Regions from separate parts of the Zea mays genome. Here regions 1 and 3 are each linked to region 2. The links are chromatin contacts, called in public Hi-C maps. All regions are on one chromosome and are shown on one strand. Each heading gives the region's core, a stretch centred on a gene start, on an enhancer-like site or on the middle of the called end of the contact. The rest is flanking DNA. Distances are from core to core; before and after follow the strand shown. Region 1 holds the start of LOC100279469. Region 2 holds the start of LOC103638717 (homeobox protein knotted-1-like 11). Region 3 has its middle 27 kb from the start of LOC103640102.

The links. Hi-C and Micro-C count contacts between places; a contact is called where the count stands out from the background.
Region 1: a Hi-C map of leaf shows a contact between it and region 2, with 4 times the contacts expected there. The contact joins the promoter of LOC100279469 here to the promoter of LOC103638717 in region 2. A contact is called at or near these places in 3 of 25 Hi-C or Micro-C datasets (bundle sheath, endosperm and leaf).
Region 3: a Hi-C map of ear shows a contact between it and region 2, with 4 times the contacts expected there. The contact joins the enhancer-like site here to the promoter of LOC103638717 in region 2. A contact is called at or near these places in 9 of 25 Hi-C or Micro-C datasets (bundle sheath, ear, leaf and 3 more) and 1 of 3 datasets of contacts at active chromatin or transcription factors (seedling).

Annotation. Positions count from the first base shown.
Region 1 is chr9:98,002,552-98,007,115 of Zm-B73-REFERENCE-NAM-5.0, reverse strand. It overlaps LOC100279469, which reads right to left and starts at 2,073. Exons shown (of 5, transcript NM_001152473.1): 1 at 1,455-2,073; 2 at 1-21. The coding sequence starts at 1,922.
Region 2 is chr9:98,187,034-98,191,373 of Zm-B73-REFERENCE-NAM-5.0, reverse strand. LOC103638717 (homeobox protein knotted-1-like 11) reads right to left here and starts at 2,604. Exons shown (of 6, transcript XM_008661553.4): 1 at 2,065-2,604; 2 at 1,405-1,525. The coding sequence starts at 2,394.
Region 3 is chr9:98,039,875-98,044,081 of Zm-B73-REFERENCE-NAM-5.0, reverse strand. No RefSeq gene overlaps it. Among protein-coding and RNA genes, the nearest start is that of LOC103640102, 27 kb to the right of the region's middle. Within about 2 kb of position 2,176, at least 17 of the 20 cell types and tissues checked have an H3K27ac peak or open chromatin away from gene starts, as enhancers often do. A contact at or near this core is called in bundle sheath, ear, leaf and 3 more, where this site is marked.

The DNA.
Region 1 (4,564 bases), core at 824-3,323, 180 kb after region 2:
CCGTCCGGCGAGGCCACCCACCTGCAGGAGAAAAGCGCGCTGCAGGTCGTTAGTTCAGATGCTGGTATAGAGTAGTATTCATACTAGAGTGGCAGCCACGGGAACAAACAACGCGGGACCACTAGACTAGAGCCAGCCCCGGTGGAAGAGAAAAAAAAAGGCCAGCAAACAGCAGGCATCGAAAAGCAAGACGGGACGACGGGACGTATGTTCTTTTTTCGTCTGCATTGATTGTTTTGAACCCCAGGTAGCCAGGGAGTACATACACCGGAGGAAAAAGCCCAGTCTACCTACTGTATACCCAACTCAACTCCTACTGCTATTCCTGCAAGCAGTTCAGCGGCATCTCGATTAGGCTATCGCATGAAGCACGCTATTATGGGATGACAAAGGGAGGAAGCGTGGACATCAAAAAGGCACATGGACAAGCGACATGTCGATTTCATCCCTGTTCCAAATTTTATTGTATTTGGGTTTTTTTTCAAAAAAAAAAGTCGGAATTTCATATGAGCCCGCTATGCCACCCGGACGCGTGTCACTGTCGGACTGGACAGGGTGCGCTGTGTCCACCGGTTTCGCCTGCGTGTGTGGCGGCCACGGACATGCGGCTCCCACGCCAGTAGGCGACGCCCACGAGGCGCGCGCCGCTTCCCCGCCCCGAAGGACCAATCGCCGTGGCCGGCCCGGTTTGACTGCGCTCCCCCACCGCAGAGCAGGCGAGGGATAAGCACTGGATAATGTCGCAAATGCCCACTGGTATTAGGTTCCCCGGTGGGGCACGAGTTGAGGACAGTTTGGGGACGGGGACAGCGCAGCGGCGGACGCACACGCACACGCAAGCCGCAACTGCGGCCCGTGGTTGGAGTGGGAGTGGGAGCCGGCCCAGCTCCACCCTCCACCTACCCGAGTGAATTGCCGCCGCTGCCCCCTCTGCCGTCGGGGTCAACCCCGGTAAACCACCAGCACACGTACAATATACAATATGGGCGGCGTATAAAATTCAGGGAATTGCCACTGTCCGTCGGTCCGTCCCACCGAGTGGCAGCGCCACCACGCGAGAGGAAATCCACACAGGGGCAGGGCTGCTATGCTACGACGCGACGACTGCGGAGGCGAGAGATCCGTGAGGTATCCGACCACATGACGTCTCCTTTTACCTGACTCGCCATCTACGAAGGGAGTGGCTAGACCGGGAAAAAGGTCGCGCGAACGAAAAAGCGGAGGGTGAGGCGGGGCGTGGGGGAGGGGAAAAGCGATGTGGCATCTGGAAGCCATCCTCGTGCTGCCTACACGGAGGGGCAGTTTGGTCCGTCCGTCCGTCCACCACCGAGGCACGAACGCGAATCGGAAAGCAACCAACCGCCCACAAGGCCACAACACAGCAGGCGACCAAACCAACAGGAGACGGGGACGGGGATGTCAGATGTGAGGTAGGCGCGTACGCACGCACGTACCTCGCTGGGGGGCGGGGGCGGGGGTGGAAGCACGGCGGGCTCCGCGAGCTGGCACGCGGCGGCCGGCGGGAACGCTGGCTCTGGCTGGAAGCAGAAGGCACCGTCCTCGCCGCCGCTGGTGGACGCGCCGGACCCGGACACGCCGCTGTAGTCGAGGGGTGACGCGGGGCTGCCGCGGACCCCTCGCCTCGCCTTCTTCTTCTTCTTCGCGTCGGCGGAGGCGGCGGAGCCCGAGGCCGACGGGGACTCGCGCCGGGACCGCGAGCGCTTCCCGCGCGCCACCGCCGGCCAGGCCAGATCACGCGCCTCGTCGCCGCCACCGCCCTCCTCCTCACGGACGCCGTCGCAGGCGGCCTCGTGCTTGCGCCACGGCGGGGTCCAGCCGGCGAGGTCCGCACCACGGAGAGAGCAGATGATGTCGGCGGCCGTCGCGACCACCGCGCAGGACTCCCCGTCGGCCGCGGTCATGGCTGCTGGCGCTGTGGTCTGCTGCCTCCGCGAGATGAAACCACCGCCGAACGGAAGCACACGCGGAGCGGAGGCGTGCAGAGAGAGAGAGAGAGAGAGACTCAGAGAGGCGAAGAGGATGTGGGTGGGAGCGGTGCGAATGAGAGGGGCGTGGAGACGAACGAAAGCCACGGCGTGGCGGTCCGGCTCCCTTTTAAACGGCGGAATGAACCACGTAAAATAAGGAAAAAAACAATCCGGGCCCACCCACGACCCTCCCTAGTCCCTACTCGCCACCACCCCCTGCACAGCTACGCGCCGCGCGCGGCGCCACGTCGTCTCCCAGCGAACCTGCAAATTTGCACCCGCATCACTTGCAAGCGGGCCCGGGAGCCTCGCCCCACAAGTCAGTCAGTGCAGTGGTGCGAGGGGTGGTGCGGTCGTCGCTGGAGGCCGACAGGCGAGGCGGTGGAGCCTTTCCGCGCCTTCGCGTACGGGACTGGGACTGCGCTGTAGAGAGAGAGAGAAAAATGATGCGGTTGCCTTGGACCTGAGAGGCCGTGTTGTCAGTGGTAAGAGAAGGGTAGTTCGGTAAAAGTGAGACGTAGGATGTAAGATAAGTGAGGCGTTGGGTGTGCTTGGAAGTGGCTTCGGCGTGGAGACAGGTTTTTTTTAGTTTTTTTGAAATATATTCATATTTAGAGCTTGGTGTGCTCTAGGGCGTGTTTGAACCATCTGTCAAACGGTTTATTGGCTATTTTTAGTACTTCGAGCTTCAAACAAGTTAGCTAATAAATTATCTAATTTTTAACTAGATGGCTAACAAATTATGTGTCTATGTAGCCATTTGACGTTGCAAATATATCATAAAAAGAGAAAAGACGATTTTTATCCTTGTTGGTTTCTTTCCTTTCTCTTCTGACTTAAACAGACATTTTACTATATTCTATACATCTATTAGTTAAGACTCTAATCATATCATGACTAATTGTTTGCCGGTTAAATATTTGTTAGCTAATTGTAAGCCACTGATGACAATTAGTCAGAAGCATCTAAACAGGGCCTTAATTTATTTATTTTAACTCCAAGTTTGACACTATGAATCACGAGGCCTAGGTAATAGGTCTTAATGTTGTGACTCACGGGGCTGAGTTGTGTAGTATGGCAGCTACTTAAAGCTTGCATGACGGAGATATGGCAAAGTACTTGGCGTCGTAGATAACAACACCAAGCTTGGTGACAAGATCCAGGGTGTCATGACCTATGGTGCAAAGTTATTTATTGTAACTCACTGACCTCCTTTCTGTCTGAAACATCCCCTCTCCTATCCCTTTCCTTTTGCTAGTAGTAGGTACAATTGTAATATGTTAATTAATCGAACAATTGTTTTCAAAGAAGTAAACATATCTAATGGTTGTAACTGTAATAAAGAAATCTAGCTATCCGTGCGATTTGTGTGCTCACCTCGCTAGTTTATTAAACATGATATCTATAATTGGAAGAGAAATGGTCTCAACCATATCTATAATCGATTTTAGTGTTTACCGACCATCACAAAACTTATGGACTAACTAGTTTGTCTAATTAATCTTTTCTCAAGTATATAAAGTTCATATACATCTATAAGAAAATTAGACCCATGGGCCACTTCTATAAATATAGGGCAAGTTAGACTTGCAACAGCCTGCGACGCACCGGACACGGTGACCAGGCTGACGCACCCGATGAACAGGCCGCTCTCGGGAAAACGCAACGCTCTACGGCTAAAATTCACCGGACTGTTCGGTGAGACTACGGCCAACGGTCAACTTGTCCAACAGTCGACTGCCACCAGGTCAGAAACGTCAGAAGTCAGAAACAGACAGCGACGATCAGGTCGCACCGGACTGTCCAGTGTGGCACTAGACTGCCCGGTGCACCACAGGGGCAGACGAATCCAACGGGCGACTGGCGTGGCATGCACCGAACACGGAACAGTGTCGTGCCCGGTGTGCACCGGACTGTTCGGTGCGCCCATCGACAGAAAGCTATAGCCAACGGCTAGAAGTGTGGTTGGGGTTATAAATACCCCCAACCACCACCATTCAAAGCATCCAAACCTTCCACTCTCCACATTCAATACAAGAGCAAAGAATCAATTCCAAGACACATTCAAAGTTTCCAAATCTCCTCAAGTGCCACAATTAAGACAAGTGGTCATTAGTAATTAGTGAATTGAGAGAGTGTGATTTGTGTTTCATTTGTTGCTCTTGTTGCTTAGTTGTGTTTTCTTCATCTCCTTCTAAACTCTCTAAGTGATTTGTAAAGCAAGCAAGCAAGAGACACATAAGTGTGTGGTGATCCTTACGGGGTCTTAGTGACCCTTGAGATTAAGAAGAAGCACTCAACCGGTCTAGGTGACCGATTGAGAGAGGGAAATGGTTGAAAAATACCCGGCCTCCGTGACCTCCTCAACTGGGAGTAGGTTCATTAGAACCAAACCTCGAGAAACAAATTGTCGTGTTCATGTGTTGATCTTTACTCTACGATTTGGTTCTTCCTCTCCCCTCTCTCTAAAGTTCTCTTGCTCACGATCTTTTGAGTTTGCTCCCAAAGTTATTCACATTGATTGAGCAACTCATTGCAAGAATAACTATCTTCCGCACTCCGTATTCATTATTATT
Region 2 (4,340 bases), core at 1,355-3,854:
AAGGTGATCTCCATGTACCTACGCTGTTTCACACGGATCGGCCGCGCTAATGGTTGCGGTGGCTTCCCTGAGCGGAGTACACCTACAACACCGCCTTCCAGACATCCCTAAAGGATACGCCATTCAAATTGGTCTATGGTCGTGATCCACCAACGATCAGGTCATACGAGCAAGGAGAAACGCGTGCCGAAGCGGTGGCCAAGACAATGACTGAACGCGATGAGATGCTTAAGGACGCGCGCTATAGATTGGAGCGGGCCCAGGCATCCTACAAGGCACACTACAATCGCCGCCATCGGCAACTGTCCTACAAGGTGGGCGATTGGGTCTGGTTGCGGGTTCGGCACCGTACCCCCCTATCCCTACCGCAGGCAACCACCGGCAAGCTGAGTCCACGCTTCTATGACCGTATCAGGTGATGGAAGACATCAACAAAGTAGTTGTCAGCGTTCGTCTTCCACTGGGAGCCCACATACACGATGTCTTCCATGTTGGCCACCTCAAGCTCTTTCGAGGCCAGCCACCAGAGTCTACACCACCCCTGTCGCCTATGCATCACGGCGCAACTATTCTAATTCCAGCAGCGGCAGTCAAGGCACAGTTGGCCAGAGGCGTGCGCCAAGTCCTCATTTGGTGGCAAGACCAACCACCATCATCTGCTACTTGGGAAGACATCGACACATTCATCGAGCACTACCCCAGGTTCCAGCTCGAGGACGAGCTGTTCGTCGAGGGGGGGGGGGGGAAGATGTCATGTGGGGTCAGACGTTTGCACGATGCCGGCTAGACCAGCGCTAAAATAGAGGGCGCAGTCAAGATGTAATCGGCCAAGTACTCTCTTATTTTTCAATTTTCATAGAGCCATTACAGTGTACTATATTAAGTTATTAACTGTTCTGAGGGGCCTGCAGCAGAGTCTAGAGACATGATAGGGGAAACTTTGACTGGGAGAACACTGTTAAAATTATCTCACAAAGGTAGCACCAGTTGCATGGTCTGCAACATGAGGTTCATGGATGAGATAATGATTCAAAAATGGGTTCGATAGCGTGAAGTTGTAAGGTTTGATTCTAATGCAAGAAAAAAAGTACTAACAATGTTAGTTAATGTTAGTTAGTTTGTAGTTTCCATATACCTGATAAGACCAACAAGAGAATGGCTATTTGGTCAATTTCCAAAGGAAGGAAACATTTGGGGAATGGTCAATACGTTATTTGTGGCGAGAAATTTCAATAAGATGGTCTGCCTAGGTTGCACTGAAACCTGCTGTGACCACCATACGAACAAAACATGAAACATAGCAAATATTAAGTAGGGAGTTGTACTTGTACATCAAGCAGACTCCAAAAAGGGGCAGCTAAAGCATTTTCCTCTAAAAATATTAAAGTAGAAAGCTTCAGCTACCTGTAAGGCTTTGTAAAGTTTGTTCGAGCTCCCAACAAGCCATGACTGCTTCCATTGCATGAACACGCACATGCTGCTGGAGTTGTTCCTTGAATGAACAGAGGAGCAACACATAATGTGTCTGGACGAAAAACGAGACAGGTTAGAATTTAGAACCATTCGAAAGAGGGAAAAAACAGAGAATGATAACAACCTGCTCTTGCCACAAAATGATTAATTATCATTTCAAAAAGAAAAGAGAGGTACAGCTAAACGTAAAAAGAAAGTTGCAAAAACGGCTTCACTATCGATAACCTTGGCAAACAGAGAAGCAACGCAATTAAGAACGAAAAGCATGTAATAAGGGATAGCATCAAAAGTTCATGAGTCGATTCTGCACTTAAATTTGCGGCTCCTTTGCTATGCATGCATAATTAACTCGGTTTATTCGGAAATCCATTTTGAATTAACTAGCCAACATCACCCCCAAAATCTTCCACATGCGTACTACAGAATACTTAGCATGCCGGATGAACCATCCAGCCATACAAATATCCAATTGAACACCCAAAACTCAATCAGAAAATCCGCATGGAGAAGAGAGAACCACTGGGCAACCTTATTAGCTTCATCATAGCAAGACCATAATAGGAAGAGAGACGAGAAAGTATGGGTACTTACCATGAAGAGGTCGAGCTCCTCGCCTCCCGAGTGTGCTCCGCCCGCCGCAGCAGCCGCAGCCGCGGCCTCCATGGGCGGGGGCCTCGCCGCTATCTGCGCGTCGATGCGCGGGAGCTGGTCGACGGGGGTGGCGACGCGGAGGCAGGCGACGTGCGCCTCGAGAAGACGCTCGTACAGCGGGTGCGCCGCGATGGCCGCCTTCTCCCTCTCCCAGCCGGGCCCCCCGGCCATGCCACCTCCGGAGACAAAGCTAGGGTTCGCGGCCGCCCCAACCGCGGCGGCCGCCGCGGGGTCCATCGCCAGCGCGTGGTCGTGGTAGTTGAACGCCATCGGACCGGCAGGCCGCCGCCCAATTAGAGAGAGGTAGCGGCGGGCAAAGGCTGGGGGCCGCGGCGCGAGAAGATGAGGAGCAGCGGGAGCGGGAGCAGGAGAAGGACCACGCGAGAGGGGATGGGAGTCAAGTGGCGGAGGCTTTGAAGACGCGACGGCGAGAGGCGTGTAGTGGTAGTGGGGACTGGGGAAGGGAGGGGACCGCGCTTTGGGGGTAGAGGACGGATAGCGCCCTCCCTTTAATTTCTCGTGCACGTGACTCAATTCCGAAGAGTGAATTGCACAGCAAACATGCTTGGATTTGGATGAGATGAGAACACAAATGTTGTCGGAAACTACTGTATCAGAAATTCGTCACTAACACATGAGTAAATGATAGTTATCACGGTATAGTTTAAAAATAAACTAGCGAACGACAAATATTCAAGAATAGAGATCATGATTTTATATATATCGTACTACCTTTTCCGTTTATATATTAGTTTATAAATATATGTCATCGTTAACTTATTTTTCAAAACTTTAACCATCATCTCATTAAAAATCGTAAGTTCACTTAAGGTTATTTAAGCGTTATTTAAAATTTTATATTTTTAAATAAATATTTGAATAAGATGAGTGATCAAAGTTTTGAAAAATATCAACGATGTCATATATTTATGAATGAATGGAGTATTTCACTAACATTCTGTTGAGCATCATTTATGGTACCTAGGGACGGCCGAACAGTTTAACCATGTGGACGGTCTGCGGTTTTAGTTCGCACGGTCCGCGGTTAGATTAGATCTCGGACGAGAGTCCCTCTCCCGCGTGTACTTATCCACTAACCTCGTAGGAACATGTTGGAAAGCGTTTATGAACGGGTCCAAACCTCCCCTATAAATATAAAGGGTACTGCCGTTTAAATGCACCTAAAATTGATCCAATCAATCTATTTATGAAATCCTTTACTTTCTTGACTTAGGAGTAGCAGTAGTTTAGCCCTAGTATTAGTCTTTCTCGACTTATTACTTTATCTCTAGTCAACTCTACGTCGTCTGGGGACGTCTCAGCTGTCCTGTCGACTCCGGAGCACCCTCTGTAACTCTACTCCCCGACTGGTACCTCCCGCGAGGCGAGATATAGGGTTCTTCACGGAGAAGAAGACACTATGCCATGTCACGGGCCGTCTGACCCTATGTGCGGACCGTTCGGTGTTGCGTGGAGAGGAGCTGCTCCTGCAGCGAGGTCGTAGACTGTCCACGCTCCCGTAGGGAGCACCGTCAGGAGGTTCACCCCTAGTGTTTGGCCTCGAGTTGGAGCCAACACAACCCTTTGGATGGATGGAAATGAAACTTTTATCATAATTAAATTCAAAGAAATGAATAATTTTAAAAATTGAATCAACCAGAGAGTGATTTAATTCTATTATTTGTGTTTGGTTGTACAAGCAGTTTAATTCCTAGAATGAAATTCTAAATATTGTTTGAATACTTTGCATATAAAATTCAATACAATAAAACAAGCAAAGATCTCTAAGATTTGCATCTTTTTCAAAAAAAATGAGTGTGAACAATTTAGAACTATCAAAAACTTTGCCAACAAATGGAATCCACCTATTAAGTGCTCATAACAGTGCTAAAATGGGTGAAAATAAATTATACATGATCAAACAACACCTATTAGGTTCACACATAATAGTTCCACAAAGGCATGTCACACATAACAGTTCTACAAAGACATCAACTTCACACATAACAATTACACAAAGACATCAAGTTTGCGCATAACAGTTCCACAAAGATATTAACTTCGCACATAACAGTTTCATAAAGAAATCAAGTTCGCACATGATTTTCTTTTTGACGAAACAGGAGAGGTGAAGCCCCTACTAGAATATATTTAAAGGGAAAAAGTTACAATAGTACACCAGAGTTTACATTACATAAATGATTATGGTAATTGAG
Region 3 (4,207 bases), core at 927-3,426, 150 kb after region 2:
CCTGTAAACCTTGTCCATTGTCCCTCGTGCGATCGGCACGAACCATTTTGCTACAGTTGTCGACACCGTCCTACTCCTAAAACACCTTGAGGGGCAACCCCGGGTGTGCGGTCGGACCCAAAACACCGACAGGGAGCGAATGCTTATATTGATCACAATCGTGAGACAATAAATGTCATATTCTATGCCCTGAAGGCATGAGCTTGATGATCAATATGTGAACCTTTATGGAACTTTCTATCAAATATATAGATCCAGTCGATCAAACACCATCAGTCAAAGTGGCTTATTTATATTGATATGTGCACTTACCTCGTATATCCTACAAGTGAGTAGAGGTAAAGTTCCTAAAATAGTCCTTACAAGGATATGCAATCTGTTTGCTAAATCTTTATGTGCATATACTTCCAGAAGAAGATGTTTTGCCTTATTGATACGATTTTGCAAGGATCAGGGGGAGCACATTTCTAAAGTTAGCCCTTGTAGAAGATTCGATAGAATCTAGATCCGAGAGGATCGAAATCTGTCCCGATGACAGCTGTTGTACTCTTTTTCCCTTGGTGAGTTTTCTTGAAGTTTCTCACATGAGGTTTTTAACGAGGCAACAAAGTGCAATTGCAATTTGTATCACCATGCACTCTTTCTCCATATTTTTTCTACTGGGTTTTTCGGAGTTTTAACGAGGCATGTGTTGGTCGCGGTATTCGCCCAAGGGGGAGTGTTAAGTAACCCTAGTTAGGGTTATGTGGGCAAATATCTGCTTTGCCCCTGAGGGGTCTCACATCTCTATATAAGGAACCTGTACACCCCCTTATAATACAGAGAAGAGAAAGAAGCCAGATGCCCAACCCTATATACTGTGTCTCGTGTGTTTCCTCTGTTATGTTTATGGGAAGGGAGACGGGTCCTCTACAACTTCTTGCGTCTCTACTGCTGACGGGAGGGAAGGGAGCAGATCTGGTGATCCGTGGTAACGTAGTTCTCAACAGCGCCGACCCATCTGGTCTGGGACACGCAACGACAATTTACTCGTCGGTCCAGGGACCCCCCGAGGTCGAAACGCCGACAGATATCTTGGAGGTATAACTAAAGGATGATCAAATGAAGTTCGAATCGATCAACGGGGAGTGGTAAAGAAAAGAACATGTGATCAAGTTGAATGGTGTGACAGTTTCTTACTAGTGGACATAGCCCCTGTTTGTTTCAGCTTTTTTCAGCTTCTAGCCACCAAAAGCTGATGTGGACTGCCAAACACGTCAGCTTTTCAGCCAGCTTCTATAAAATTCGTTTAGGTAAAAACTATTCAAAATCAACATAAACATATAATCGGTTGAGTTGTTGCAATAGTAGAAATCCATTACTTTCTAGATCCTGAGCCCTATGAACATTTTTATCTTCCTCCGCATGTAATACTAATAATACTCAGATTCTCCTCACAGCCAGATTCTCCTCACAGCTAGATTCTCAGAAAAGCTAATCAGAAAAAAGCTGAACCAAACAGGCCCATATCCACTGGCTTGTACCTCATTCTCCATGTATATATATGTAATACACTTCATGAGACCAATGAGAATCATACATTCTTCTACATATCTGTGTCTGGTTTTCATCGTATTCCAACCGGTCCCACCAATAATATATAGAAATATTTTCTCAACGGCCTCCAAACCGCTAAGGATCGTCGTGGGCCCACATGATTGGCGCCCAATTAATTAAGAGCTGAAAAACCGGCCTCTGCACGATCATTGCCGGCCGGGCGACGGGCGTCAGGGTCCGGCCGTCCGGCGTCCACGTAGGCGGCACAACAGCTGTACACAACTGTCCACCTGCTACTTGGTCGTCTGTATCCTCACAATTTCCTTTTCCAGTGACCTGCGCAAACCCCGTCGTTAGGCAAAAACACTCATGAAACCTTTTGTACCAGTATTGTATTACGTACAGCACTGTATTAAGAAAAGGAAATTTAGACACTGTGTGTGTGCCCAGAAAGAGACCCTCGTGACGCGTCCATTTTTAGGCATTTCTACGTAGCCCCGCAGGATCTCCGCCCGCTATCTACTTTTGGAGGGCCAAAAAAAGGGCTGCGCAAGCGCAAGCACACAGCACAGGGTAGCGAAGCGAAGCTGTGCGGGGGTGGGGGCCGCGCGCTAGGGCGGTGCCGGGAAAGATGGGCCGGCGACAGCGACGAGAGACGTGCGCTGGGCCCGCGGAATTTGACGACGAACGGCCGGCCGGAGGGGCCCGGGTCCAGTCGCGGACTGACGCGTCGGCGCGAGCGGGGCCGGGGGGTGCAGTGCAGGTGCAGCCGGCCGCTTGGCATTTGTCCTCCCTCTGGAGGAAAGGAAGTAGTCGGACGGATCGCGCGAGGATTCTTCCCAGAGCAAACAGTAGATATTTTGTGACTACTCCGTGTGTGTTTTGGCCTGAATGGATGAGGGAACCTTTTTATCTCGTTGCTTTTAGAAAATATATGATTCCGGTTACGAAAAGCGCAAGGGAAAAAAAAGACTTGAACAGGTGCTCCTGATAAATTTGTTGTGAAAAAGGAACATAAGACAGATCCAAAAAATGTGAAACTCTAAATTCAAACTATTCAGGTCTCGGTGTTATCACACACAGTGCAGAAGGCGCGTACCTCAGAAACTGGTTAGGGGCAAGTTAACTTCGGAGATCGATGAGGTCAGGGACAATGCCCGACGGTGTTGCAACCGCCGGCGCCCCCCTGATAGATCGATCAGTCCTAGCGTGTGAAAATGACAGGGATCCGGACGCGATATAGCGGGCGGCTTGGCAGGCAGGTTGTCGTCAGGAGTAAGTGAGTAGTCGGATCACGCGAGGATTCTTTCCAGAGCAACAGTAGATATTTTGTGACTCGTGGTTTCGCCTGAGTGGACGAGTGAGCCTTTCGATGGCGTTGCTTTTAGGAAAAGGATGTGAATCTTTTGGGTCAAAAAATAAAATCGGAATGTGAATCTTTTGATTTAAAGGATTTTTTTGTTAGGTTTTTTTTATACATGCTTCTTCCTCTGCACTGTGTTAATCCGCATGCATGGGCGTGTGTGTTTTTGTTCAATTTGTGTTCCTCACAACTCCACTGCGTCGCCTGGATCTGTTCACTCTATCTATGCGACCTTCGACTCCAGCAATGATGCACGCCAGCACGCCGATGTTCTTGTTCCAACTGCAATACAACGACTGGTGAAGAAATGGAGTCGCATGAGCTCTAGCTACTTAATTTTCTGTGTCCCCTATGGGCAGTGTACCTGCCATTGTTCTCGAAAAAGGCCTGCCAAGAGATGAAAGAATTCAGGAAGATAGCGATGCATCTTGCTGAAATCTTATATATCAATATAATTATCATTTCAAAAGAAAAAAAAGTAACACTACGCAACATTTTCAGTGTGCTGGTTCCACTCCACATTTCGATGGAACTATTGTTTCGGCATCGATACGTGAAATGTTGAATCGAGTCTTTAATTAAGAATGTCCACTTTTATATAATAAGGAACACGGAACCAGGTACTAATAAGGATTGGTGAGAAGAAGGAAAAATGCTGAGTAATGCCAAAAGAAAAAAAAACACCGTGGGCCATGGTTCTTCAGTAGTGGGCCTCTTTGATGGGTTTCATGTGATGTTCGATTTCTACATTTGAATTCCTTCTACGTTCCGAATTTCCGATATGTGCTGATGGGCATAGAAGCCCACTTTATGAGAGGACTCCTGAAGTTGTCTCTCACTCCGTTTCTGTGGAATACAAGCGCTGTTGATTGTCGCAATCGATTAGCCTTTGACGTTCACTGATTTGGAGAACCACATAATCGTGTTGATAAACCCTAATGAAGGGTTATGTGGGCAAATACCGAATATAGCCCTGAGGGCTATCGCGTCTCTATATATAGAACATGTACCCCTCATATGGAAGAGAGAAGAGAAAGAGGCCAGAGCCCCAACCCTACATCGTGTCTATTGTGTTTCCTCTGTCGTGCTAATGGGAAGGAAGACGGGTACTCTACAGCTTCTTGCGCCTCTACTGCTGACGGGAGGGAAGGGAGCGGATCTGGTGATCCGTGGTGACGTAGTTCTCAACACGTTATCAGCACGCTCTACCTCGAGGTCGCTGCGGGATCAAATCTGCATCAACTCTCCGTCAAGCCGGCAGGTCTTACGGCTAGCCGAACTGTCTTACGCGACAGTCTTCGATTCTCC